4 separate regions of the Mus musculus genome follow, and all the other regions are linked to region 1. The links are chromatin contacts, called in public Hi-C and HiChIP or PLAC-seq maps. All regions are on one chromosome and are shown on one strand. The core of a region is the stretch at or near the end of the contact, and the rest is flanking DNA. Distances in the headings are between cores, read along the strand shown. Region 1 has its middle 8.0 kb from the start of Gm32126. Region 2 overlaps Lpp (LIM domain containing preferred translocation partner in lipoma). Region 3 overlaps Lpp (LIM domain containing preferred translocation partner in lipoma). Region 4 overlaps Lpp (LIM domain containing preferred translocation partner in lipoma).

The links. Hi-C and Micro-C count contacts between places; a contact is called where the count stands out from the background. HiChIP or PLAC-seq counts read pairs in DNA pulled down with a chosen protein or histone mark.
Region 2: a contact with region 1 is called in a FOXA1 HiChIP or PLAC-seq map of pancreatic cancer cells. The contact joins two enhancer-like sites. A contact is called at or near these places in 2 of 115 datasets of contacts at active chromatin or transcription factors (bone marrow-derived macrophages and pancreatic cancer cells).
Region 3: a contact with region 1 is called in an H3K4me3 HiChIP or PLAC-seq map of bone marrow-derived macrophages, with 5 times the contacts expected there. The contact joins two enhancer-like sites. A contact is called at or near these places in 1 of 484 Hi-C or Micro-C datasets (cerebellar granule neurons) and 2 of 115 datasets of contacts at active chromatin or transcription factors (acute myeloid leukemia and bone marrow-derived macrophages).
Region 4: a contact with region 1 is called in a Hi-C map of the MNK3 cell line, with 4 times the contacts expected there. The contact joins two enhancer-like sites. A contact is called at or near these places in 2 of 484 Hi-C or Micro-C datasets (the MNK3 cell line and bone marrow-derived macrophages) and 4 of 115 datasets of contacts at active chromatin or transcription factors (CD8 T cells, large pre-B cells, regulatory T cells and 1 more).

What each region holds. Positions count from the first base shown.
Region 1 is chr16:24,150,185-24,152,884 of GRCm38.p6, forward strand. No RefSeq gene overlaps it. Among named protein-coding and RNA genes, the nearest start is that of Gm32126, 8.0 kb to the right of the region's middle. Within about 2 kb of position 1,362, at least 134 of the 459 cell types and tissues checked have an H3K27ac peak or open chromatin away from gene starts, as enhancers often do. A contact at or near this core is called in the MNK3 cell line, bone marrow-derived macrophages and pancreatic cancer cells, where this site is marked.
Region 2 is chr16:24,800,126-24,802,825 of GRCm38.p6, forward strand. All of the region lies in intron 8 of Lpp (LIM domain containing preferred translocation partner in lipoma), which reads left to right. Among named protein-coding and RNA genes, the nearest start is that of Mir28a, 26 kb to the right of the region's middle. Within about 2 kb of position 1,381, at least 3 of the 459 cell types and tissues checked have an H3K27ac peak or open chromatin away from gene starts, as enhancers often do. A contact at or near this core is called in pancreatic cancer cells, where this site is marked.
Region 3 is chr16:24,932,612-24,935,562 of GRCm38.p6, forward strand. The region is part of intron 10 of Lpp (LIM domain containing preferred translocation partner in lipoma); the gene reads left to right. Gm52245 (a long non-coding RNA gene) reads right to left here. Exons shown (of 3, transcript XR_003951917.1): 3 at 4-510. Among named protein-coding and RNA genes, the nearest start is that of Gm52245, 7.3 kb to the right of the region's middle. Within about 2 kb of position 1,275, at least 74 of the 459 cell types and tissues checked have an H3K27ac peak or open chromatin away from gene starts, as enhancers often do. A contact at or near this core is called in bone marrow-derived macrophages, where this site is marked.
Region 4 is chr16:24,885,634-24,888,333 of GRCm38.p6, forward strand. All of the region lies in intron 9 of Lpp (LIM domain containing preferred translocation partner in lipoma), which reads left to right. Among named protein-coding and RNA genes, the nearest start is that of Gm22672, 2.8 kb to the left of the region's middle. Within about 2 kb of position 1,423, at least 19 of the 459 cell types and tissues checked have an H3K27ac peak or open chromatin away from gene starts, as enhancers often do. A contact at or near this core is called in the MNK3 cell line, where this site is marked.

The DNA.
Region 1 (2,700 bases), core at 112-2,611:
GCATGCTTATGACTAGGAAGGAGTTGGCTGACCCTGATTCATAACTGCTCTTTCTTTAGTGGATAAAGGCAGCTGCATAATGCGATCCGTCCCCCATTTCTTTTGTTTGAGCTGCCAAGGATCTCAAACACATGCTACGTGCCTCATTAAAATTATTCTTATTGTGGATTTTCTTCTTCTAACTCTTCTCATCTTCCGGGACAAGGTCTTAATCTTCTCACTCTGCTTTTCTGATCAGGATACCCATTTTGGAAGTAAGGAGCATGTAGGTAAAAAAAAAAAAAAAAAAAAAGTGCAGACTGATCTGTCTTAGGAAAGAAAGGTGGGAAGATCAGTCCTCATTCTGGGGTGGTGGCTATACCTTCATTTGCAACACAGGTTAACCATTAATATTCAAAAGACTAATGATGAATCTTTGCATGGCGCTTTCCATCCATAAAACAAATACTTCCCCATGCATGATCTCATTTTGTAAGTAGCAATTGCACTGTACTGATGGGGTCAGGGAAGGTCAGAGAGATTAAGTGTCTAGCCAAAGGTCAAAAAGGACCTTGGACCTTCTACTGCTGAGCTGGGTTCTGTTGGTTCTTTCTCTCTGCACTCTGTCTCCCATTGACTTCTCTTTTAAGCCAGCACCTTCACCCTCCTCCTGGGCAAGATATTTTTGAACATGAAAACTAGAACCAAACAGATATGCTGTTTTAGTGGGCCTTTCCCGTCTTGAGACGGTCTGTAAAATGCCTGGAAACCACTTATGGCTGAGTGCAGGAGACCCGAGCTCCCTGCCACCTGCCCAGGGTTTCATGCTATAGTCTCTGATAAGCTTCTTCCTTCTCAATAAACTCTAAATAAGTGCAAATTACTTCTCCCTGTCCCTAACCCCTAACTATCATACAGAAGCTTGTTGGGACAGTCAAAGGGGAAAATGGCTGTTAATTGTTGAGGCTTTTTGGTGGGAAGGCACATGATAAGATCTCAGGGCCAGGCACTTCCACCAAGTGGCTCAGTTCTCTGGTTTCCTTTAACATGACAGTACAGTGCTGGGAGGCACTGCATTTGTGATTCTGTTTCCTTCCATCTCAGGTCACTTACCCACTGCCAAGTGCACCGTCAATGCTCTGGGGATGGCCCAGAAGAGCCACTGCCTCTAGAACCATGTGGAAGGACCTTGAAAGGCATGTGTACCAATGATGTTGTGTCTGATCCAGATTAGGCCAGACCCCATTCTGGTTTCCCATTAGGCCCCAGATCCTGCCCACAGTCTGGGGGGGGGGGGGCTGGAGAGGCTAATCTCAAAGGGCCAGATATGAGTCAGTTTCCACACTCAACACCAGGCGTGTGGCTTCCTGAAGCACAGACAAGGAAGTGCTGAATTTCAAAGAGCAAGGTTTTTTTTTTTTTTTTTTCTTTGCATACCATATCCGGAACTGAAACCACCGATTCATTTCACTTTAGATCTCATACTAACATTCAGATCGTCAATTATAGTCCAGAGATAAGATGCCGAGGCTTCATCAGCCCTGTCCTTGTCTCCCCTCACGCCCCCGTTTCTTTTGCTGTGTTATTGCAGGATTCTTCCCTTTCAACTTTTTCGCTTTCAGTGTAAACAGCACAGACTGTGGAAGGTGTGTTGGATATATATATATAATAATGAGTCAAATATCTAAATATCTCTTGAGAGCATGGCTAAGCTCAGAACTTCCCTCTTCCCTCAGTGGTCACCTCAGCTCTTTGTGAGTGTGGCTGTAGGTTCGGTTATCCCATGCCATACGATAAGTGGCTCGGTGAGAGTGACTGACACCTTGTTAGCTCGTGACAGCGGTTAAAAGATGAACGCTGCGGACAGATTCATGCAAAGTACCCTCAGGAGGAGAGAGGCCACTGAAAACAGACACATCCTCTGAGCTCTGCCTGCAGCATCAACCTGTTAGCAGGAAGAAGGATTCCTGCACTTACATAGCAAGTACAAACAACTTTCACATCCTTTCTCTCTCCTGATGCTTACCAGAACTTCTGAGATCAGTCATACAAGCCTTACCCTCCACACTTTAGAGATGACAGGACCCAGAGCTACTGAGAGTGGAAAGATGGGCCTGCGCAGTAACAGTGAGAAATCTACACCTCAGTGATATGGTTCCCAAGTCCAGTCTTCCGGTAACTTCCATCAAACCTTATGTATAATTCTTTAGTGCACTGTAGCCCACAATCTAAAGCTCTAGACATCTGTTGACCTTTTAAGTCTTAAGATCATGCAGGTCAAGGTTAATGGCTAATGGATAATTACATTTACACAACCCCTCTAGGCCTCAGTTTTCATTACTCTAAAGATGAAGAAATGCTATTAAATTTAGTGCTGCTTGCATTTCCAGCACTCTGTGCATGAGTAACTGCTGAATTCAAAGTATTTGCTCTGCAGCCTGAGTGCCCAGGATGGCAGTACTGTTAGGCAAAAACAGCCACCTGACTTCCATGGTAAAATAAGTAAGAGGAAAGCACCATTATCAATAAGACTTCATAGGTCTACGAGAGAGGGGACTACAGATATATATTAGTCCTCCAACTTGGTCCTAGACCATGAAAGATAAGCATCCTGTAGTGTTATTACGATGGGCAGTAGAGACATCCTTGATGATCCCATTGGTCTCTCAAGGGAGCAGGACAAATTCTGACAAAGGTTTTATGACCACCCCAGCCCTACAA
Region 2 (2,700 bases), core at 131-2,630, 650 kb after region 1:
ATTGGAGTTCCTGCCTGGCTATTGGAGGTGGCCTCTTCAGGTTCCATAACCCCAGTGCTGTGAGCCACAGCTAAGGTCACACCTGTTGATTCTTGGGTGCCTTTCTCATCCCAAGTCTCTGTCCTTTTCCTAGCAATATCTCCTACCTCCCCACCCCTGTCAGCTGCAGATTTCCATTCATTCACATGACCATCTGGCCATCCCTCCTGCCCCTCCCCACATCTGATCCCAATTCACCCCCTATTCCCCATCTCCTCAGTTACTTTTCTATTACTGTCATAAAATATCATGACCAAAAGCAACTTAGTAATGAAGAAAGAATTTCAGAGTATTAATATCACTCATTCACAAATGATGTGGCACAGTGGCAATAACAAGAAGCTAGTTGGTCACATTTCATCAGCACAAAGGACACAGATAGAAAAGACAAAACCTGCAAAATGCACCCCCAATGAGGACCTTTCTTCAGCTAGGTTCCTTCTCCTAGAGTTCGATAATCTCCCAATGCAGTGCCACTGTTGAATAATCTCTGAATGCAGTGCCACCATCTGGTCCCACATATTTCAAACACATGAACCTATAAAGAGTATTTCTTATGCCAACCCCTGTATCCTCTCAACTTAGGAAATGCTATATTAGCCAGCGATCATGTTCCATTCTCACGATGCTGGAAGATGGTGACATTGTGATCCTTTCTGCTTGCTCTATTGCTGGACTGATGAACTAGTATTTGAGGTCACCTGTGTAACGCTGAAGACAAAAGAGTCACTTGGTAATCCCCTGGGGCCCTATTTTCACATAGCACTTAGGTTTGAAAGTTGCAAGAGGATTTAGTGAAATAATGATGGAACAATTTGGAGATTTGTGTTCTTTCAGGAAATACAGGTGTTCTTAGTAACCACAGAGCTGGCAGTCTACTGTGCATTTCTGCTTTGCATGTCCAAATATAAACTAGATGCTTAATGTCTAACAATAGCAGTTATCGCCTATTAAGCTGCTTATGGTATAAAATAATGTATTCTATATCACTCAAAGTTCTTTCTATAGCATTGTACTGGTTATATATGTCGAATGCCTCTTTCACGAGGTCTTTATGATCATGAAGTATATTGCCTGGAATATGTTATCATAGATGGAGAACGTAGTCACAGCCAGTAGCCATAAAGCCTGCACTGCTTTCTAGCAAAGCAACCTTCACATGCTGTCTGATTTGAAGTCTTGCATCTTTAAGATAGGATCCTAGTGTTACACACAGCTATCTGTGTAGATGTATAGCTCACACATTTACAAGAAAAGGAACCAGGGTGACTTTAGTATAGTTCTCTGCCATTCATTTATTTCAGGAATGTTTCTTTGGGTGTGTTCCAAAGTATATTTGTATAGTAAAAGTCTTATCAGGCAAGCTGGCAAACTAGTGGCTTGGGGCCCCAGTAGAAGAGACACACCGGTTCTCGCTGATCAGTTCTTCGAGATTACTTCAAATCCCTGTTCACTTTTACAGTCTGGCAACACTTCTCACAGAAACTCATTACACAGATCAATGTCTGACAAGATTATTTTACTTTGATTTTATGCAATGTGTTTTGCTTGTGGTTTGGATCTTGTGCCATACAAACACCTTCTCCTGCGCACAATTCCAGTGCTGGAAAGCTGATAGAATCTTTTTAACTTTAATGTTCTTTTCCCCCTTAGTCTTCATTGATTCCCTTTTAATTTCTCTGTTCCTTATCATAGGCATAAGCATATTATTGATTGTATTGATTATGTCTTTTAAAACTAATGAAGTGAAGAGATATACCTCATCTCTATGCAGCTGGCTTCATTTTGCTTTTGTGACATCCTCACCTGCTCATGAGTGTGGCTCACAGTCCTCTGGACCGGATTATCATTCTTATTCAGATGATTTCCCCCAACAATGTATTTATTGGTTCTGCATTTGCATATGAAAAGAGAACCTGAGATGCTTGTCACAGTTCTTTAAGGAAGCTTTCACTCTTTTCCAAATCAGCATCATTTTCTAATGTGTACATGCAGTCAAGTGTATAGGGCAAATATTTGTCTATTGTTTAATTCTCTTGCTCACAAGCTCCTTTTAAGTACTTAGTGCCCTTTTATACATATGTACAATGACTGTAGGAATTGTTAAGTGGTTAAAAATCAAAGCACAATAATATACTTCAGCATTTCTGTTAAGTTTTTCATTCACTTATTTTAGGCCCCAAAAATAAGCATCATAGAATGTCCTTTCTGATATAAAGTAGAGTTCTCATGTGTGAATAAGTATCTCTGTGTGTGTGTGTGTGTGTGTGTGTGTGTGTGTGTGTGTGTGTGTGTGTGTGTGTTTGAGAGTGTTTACCACAGTTTCCAGTCATTCACCAAGAATGCAGTTGTTGTATCCTATGAGAGCATTTCAGGAAGCTGGCAGTCTTCTGAAGCGGGTGGGCCACTGCATCTTTTTTTTTTTTTCCATTTTTTATTAGGTATTTAACTCATTTACATTTCCAATGCTATACCAAAAGTCCCCCATATCCACCCACCCCCACTCCCCTGCCCACCCACTCCCCCTTTTTGGCCCTGGTATTCCCCTGTACTGGGGCATATAAAGTTTGCAAGTCCAATGGGCCTCTCTTTCCAGTGATGGCCGACTAGGCCATCTTTTGATATATATGCAGCTAGAGTCAAGAGCTCCGGGGTACTGGT
Region 3 (2,951 bases), core at 25-2,524, 780 kb after region 1:
GCTGCCTCTCGATGCTGAGATTTAAGGTGTGCTCACTGCCGGCCTGGCAGCTTCCTTCTTCTTATGAATAATAATGTGGGAAGCCTAGGGAGTCTCTTTTGGCAGTCAAGACATCTTCACTTGTGTCTGTAGCAGTTTCAGTGACTGCTTTTCTCCCTTTAGCTATTTCCTCCCTCGAGCCTCCCAGCAATTGCTAGGGTTTCATAGTTCATGCTAGCTGGACAGATATTACTCTGGAGTCCTGGAAAAAGTAGAAAGTAAGGTGAGAATCACTTAGTTATTCTCTTCAGCAAAACTGTTAATGTTGTTTATATGACAGGCAGTCTGGAATAGAGTGCCTTGGGCAAACTGTTTAACATGTTTACAATCGGCCTCCGGGCAAGTGGAAGGTAGGCGTTTCCATGCACAAATGTCATTGTCCTTGAAGCACCCAACTCCTTGTGAACAATATTGTGTGTCAGCATTCTTCCCAACCAAAAGGGCCAAGTCTGTGTTCAGTTCAGTTGACTTCTGAAAGACAAGAAAAATAACTTGCCATGAGACTGTTCTGATTCTAATGCAAATTTGACTGATGTTAATTTTTCCTTATCTCTAATGAATTTCTGTGTGTGTGTGTGTGTGTGTGTGTGTGTGTGTGTGTGTGTGTGTGTGTGTTTATAAAACCTACGAGGGTTTTCATCTCTGTCTCTAAAGAACCACTTTCGTAGAATCCCACTTTTAAAAAGATACCTGAAAGCCTATTGTGTGCAACATCTGGCTCTCTGGAAATCTGTCAGAAGGAAACTTTTTTTTAAAAAAAGTTGTAAAATAAATAAAAGCCGATTTTGAAAGCATTTAAGTGGACATAGAGATTGCACGAGGAAGGCATTTATTCGAACTGGGTAATTGGCGACACTTCCTCAGGGAGGATGGGAAGGTCTGTGGCACATGATGTTAGTGGGAAAGAGGGGACAAGGATAAGAACCCTAGATGAAGATGTGAAGGCAGGAAGATTGACACATGCGTAGTCATAATCCCAGGGGCAAGAGGGCAGAGGACGAATGGAAGAGCCAGGTAGAGACCAAGCAGCTGAGCATTTTGAGAGCAAACTCTCCAGTTGATCGGAAAGCTTTGAGTGTGCTACTGCAGCCTGAATAAAAGTCTGTCTGCAGCTGCTAAACAGTAAGCAGATCAAACTGGCATTTTATCAGAAAAGGAAGATCTTGTTCTAGTCGCAGTAGATGAGAGGTCTCAGAAGGTTGCGCATTGTGATTTCAGCTACACATGCAAATCCACAAGACTCGGAGCTCATTTTTACTGTTGTGCAACAGGGTTAGTTTTGTTTTGAGCTGAGTCTCCCAAGGAAGTGTGGTAATCAGATTTCTAAATCCATCACATTAAGCCCTGTCAGCAGTGAATCATTGCCTATGTGTTAAAGGTCAAAAAATTTCCCTTTAGAAATTCATTATGGTGGTGACTGGAATGTAAATTTGAATGTTCATGTGTAGTGGGTGTGAATTCAACAGATAAAAGGCCAGAGGAGACACAGAAAAGTCCATGTTGTTATTATTTTAGGTCAGATATTTACAAATTGTACTTTAAAAGTTATGACTGCAAAAACAAAGAGTGCGTATCTTTCTGTCTTGTTTGGGCAAGGCTGTGTGCTGGCTAGTAAGAGGAGGAGCCGGTGTGCTCACACTCCCAGTGTGAACTATTACACTATTGTTCACATTTGCTTTTCCTCACTAATGTGCCCACCCACCTTAGCAGATCCCCAGCTCAATTTCCTGGAATTGTCCTATCAGAAAGTCCTGACTTCAGGACTGGATCCATGTGTGCTGCGTGTGTGCTACCATTGAGTTGAAGACTAGTTTTTATTTTCAGTATTCTTGAAGGTTTATCATCATTGTCATCACTATTATTGCTACTACTGCTACTATTACTATTATTACTATCATCATCATCATTATTATTGGTAAGTTTAACTTTCCGTGGAGTGAACCTAGACCACTAAGCTGAACTCACTCTAAATGTTTCAGAGAATTAAAATACAACACTTCTCTATAAATTTTTAAGAAAAATCTAAGTTTCTGTTTAAAAACAATCAAAAAGTGAATGCAGTGTCTTTACAGGTTGTGATGCATTCAGGAGTAGTTACGAGACAAGTAGAGTGATTGCATTACCTTCCATGAAGCTCTTGGGGAAAAATTGTCTATGTGCATGAGTGTTGTGTCTGTGCATGTGTCTATACACCACCTGAGTGCTTTGTGGACATAGAGTCTAGAAGAGGGGGTTAGATTCACAGGACTGGAGTTACAGACAGTTGTGAGCCTCCATGTGGATGCTGGGATTTGAACCTGAGTCCTCTAGTGTGCTTTTAACCCCTGACCCTTCTCTCCAGCCTTCTTTCTGTGTAGCTCTTACTAATATTTCCACTGCACCAATATTGTTTCCCACGCTGCTAGACTTTAGTTCTGAGCTTCTTGAACATGCTCTGAGTTCCAGGCCATTTCCATCCTCCTGGCCAGCACGATGATGCTCACGTCTAGATTTGGCCATTTTCAGAGCTGACGCACAGGCACTATGTCAAGCCTGTTAGGACAGTTTTCTCTAAAGCTCTCTGGGTGATCCTGACACTACAACATAGTGTTTCCAGTGGTTTCCATTGTGATTTTCATATTTTTACAGACATTCAATTCTGGACTGCATTTCAAGTCACGTGTAATCTCACATGTACTTTGAATCATAAACATTTAAATATAAATAACCAACTCATCCCTTTCCGTTTTCAAAAAGATTTGTGTCAGTGTGTGTATGAGTGTGTGTGTGTGTGTGTGTGTGTGTGTGTGTGTGTGTGCCACATTTGGATGGGTGCCCTTGGAGGCCAGAAGAGGATGTTAAGTTCCTTGGAGTTGGAGGTGGCAATGATCCACGTAACATGGGTGTTAGGAACTAAATTAATGTCCTCTGGA
Region 4 (2,700 bases), core at 173-2,672, 740 kb after region 1:
AGGCTGAGCAAGCTATGGGGAGTAAGCCGCTAAGCTGCATTCCTCCATGGCCTGAGTTTCAGCTTAAAAGCAAAAACAGAAGAATAATGGAAGGAATGTCTTGTCAGGACCACCAGCCCAGGGATGGCACACTACCCATAGTGGGCGGTAACCTCCTACATCAATCATTAAGGAAATGTTCCATGGACTCACCTATAGCGTGATCTTATGAGGGAATTTTCTCAGTCGAGGTTTCCTCCTCTCAGATGACTATACCATGTGTCAAGTTGGCATACAACTAGCCAGCAAAAAAGCAAAGGACTAACAAGAGAGGAAAAGGACCACAAAGGGAAGGATAGCAGAGTTTGAGGTACTGACTATGTCCTTATAGACTTGCTTGAATATGTCTTTTGCATACAGTTATTACTAGGAAGATGTTTTAAAATAACTTTTGTGAGCAAATACAAACAGCAAGCAGGCTTGAAAATACCTCTGGAAGCTCATATCCTGTACTTGCTTAGCCTATTGGTTTTCCTAGACTGCCTGTCTCTCCTTACATCTCGCCTATCATGCATTTGGAATTCAGTCTGGCTATTCAGGCTTAGCTCAACTATTAAGACATCCATAAGGCATTTAAATTTATAGTACTAGCATGACAACCACAGGTTTCAGTACATTGAGGAAGCCCTTGTAGTGTCCCAAGATAAAGGAGACCTGATTTATATACTTGGTTTCACCAACATTAAGGACATTGTTACATGTGGAAAAGAGAAGATAGGTACACAGGATCCCAGGCTGGCCACAGACAGTAGTAACATATGAAATCTTTTGGTATGTGTATCAGCTTTCCGGACCTCTGCTCCTGGAATATTTGATTTGCTAAGCATCCATTGCTTAGAAGCTCTGCATGCCGGCCCTGTGCCAGAGCTCCTTGCTTCCTGCTGCCTAGTCAACTGTGCTTCCTTCATGCCCTGGTGCCTAGAGGCCTGCCGACATTCCTCTGGCCTTTCCTGTTTAAGGCACTGAGGATTTTGTCTAAGTGACAGGCTGTGGTATGCTTTTACTAATGTGTTGTCTGAGTCCCTCTCAAAGCAAAGATACCCTCTGCCTGAGTTGCTTGCTCTGCATTCTGAATGCTCTCCTGAGGAATAGTTTATATATTCTTGTTAATGTAAAGGGGGAACATTTGGGCGCCTTGTTTTCTGTTGCTGGTTTGTAGACCTATTTTTAACTTTTGTTCTTTGCTGTTTTTTCCCCCTATGATTGTGAATTGGAAGGTGTCAGACTGGCTGCCCTTGAGGCTGGTGTCCCTAATTTATCCCAAGAATAGGAAGAATTTAAAGGAGGTAACAAAACTGGTCAGGCCCAGGTCCGGGTCCAGCACATTAGCCCAACCTACTCTGGAAGAATATTCTCCAGACGTAAAGAGAGACTTGTTTCTGAGAATGTAGGCCATCTGCTTCTGTGGCGAGCACACAGATGCTCGTTGAGGCCAGTGGTTTGCATCCAGTAAGCCACAGATGTTCATCCTTTCTTTGGCGGTGGGGGTGGGGCAGAAAGCAGCATTTTTCTGCCTCCCCCCTCTACCTGTCAAAATTGCATTCTCAATTGCCTTTCCTGGGAAAACTCTTGCAGAGGTGTTTTAGATGTGACTTCCCTTGCATATTTCGGTAGCACTTTTCTCTGCAGTGTGCCACACATGGTGCCTTAGACTGTTGAACCCGGGAAATTCCTCAGTCATGGTAAGAAGCGCTAGTGGTGACTAGTCCACTTCTTCTTGTCACACAAAAGCACACTGAAGTACTGGACAACGAGCTGACGTGAAGGAGATTGAAAACGAAATATTTTTCTTTCTGGAGCAGGCTTTCACTGTAGGCTGGTGATCAAAGATGTCCCATACCTGGGATAGCTGTCTAACTCTCCAGATGCCTTATAGGCTCAGGATATACATTCTTGTGCTGCACTTTGAACCAGAATAAGACAGCTGCTACTGCTGCCTAGCCAGCCACTGTGCCCCTCTCATGACCCCATCCTTATTTTGCCAAAGTATGTTTCTTAGATCCCTTGTGCTGCTTGACATCCTGTTAAGTGGTCCTTTCTGACTTAAACAAAACAAAAGGGAAAGTTAATATAGAAGAATAAGTGTGTTGACTTATATTGAATTTATAATATAAAAATCTACTTCTCATTCGAATCCAGTGGACTTGTAATAATGTTCACATGCTTTAATCTATTTTCCGCAACCCTCAGTGTGTTTTCTACAGTGAAATGCCATTTGTTGGCATAAAATTCTCAGAGGTATGGCATCATTTTTCAAACAGAGTATGCTTCATTTGATAGTAAGCCAGTAAAGTTTGGAGATGTGGTTTTGTTTTCAGCCTAATTACGAAAAGAGTGACAAATGAAAAAATTAATTTTCTTATTCTAACCAAAAAAGTATATGAATTTAAAGCATTTCTAACTATATGTCTAATGATAAAACAACTATAAACTATATTACAAATATCACAATTGTATTAAACATCAAGAAGATAGCCTGAAATTTCACATTAATATAGTTGTAGCAGACACAGTCCATTTTTTAAGACTTAAACTTCTTTTTCTCAGTGTTTCAAATTAGTTTGTTTGTTTTTTAAGATATGCTCCAATCCTGCAAAAGAATACAAAGGAATATTTACAGGACCACATGCAATCTGAGAGAAATATATTTACCTCTTCTCA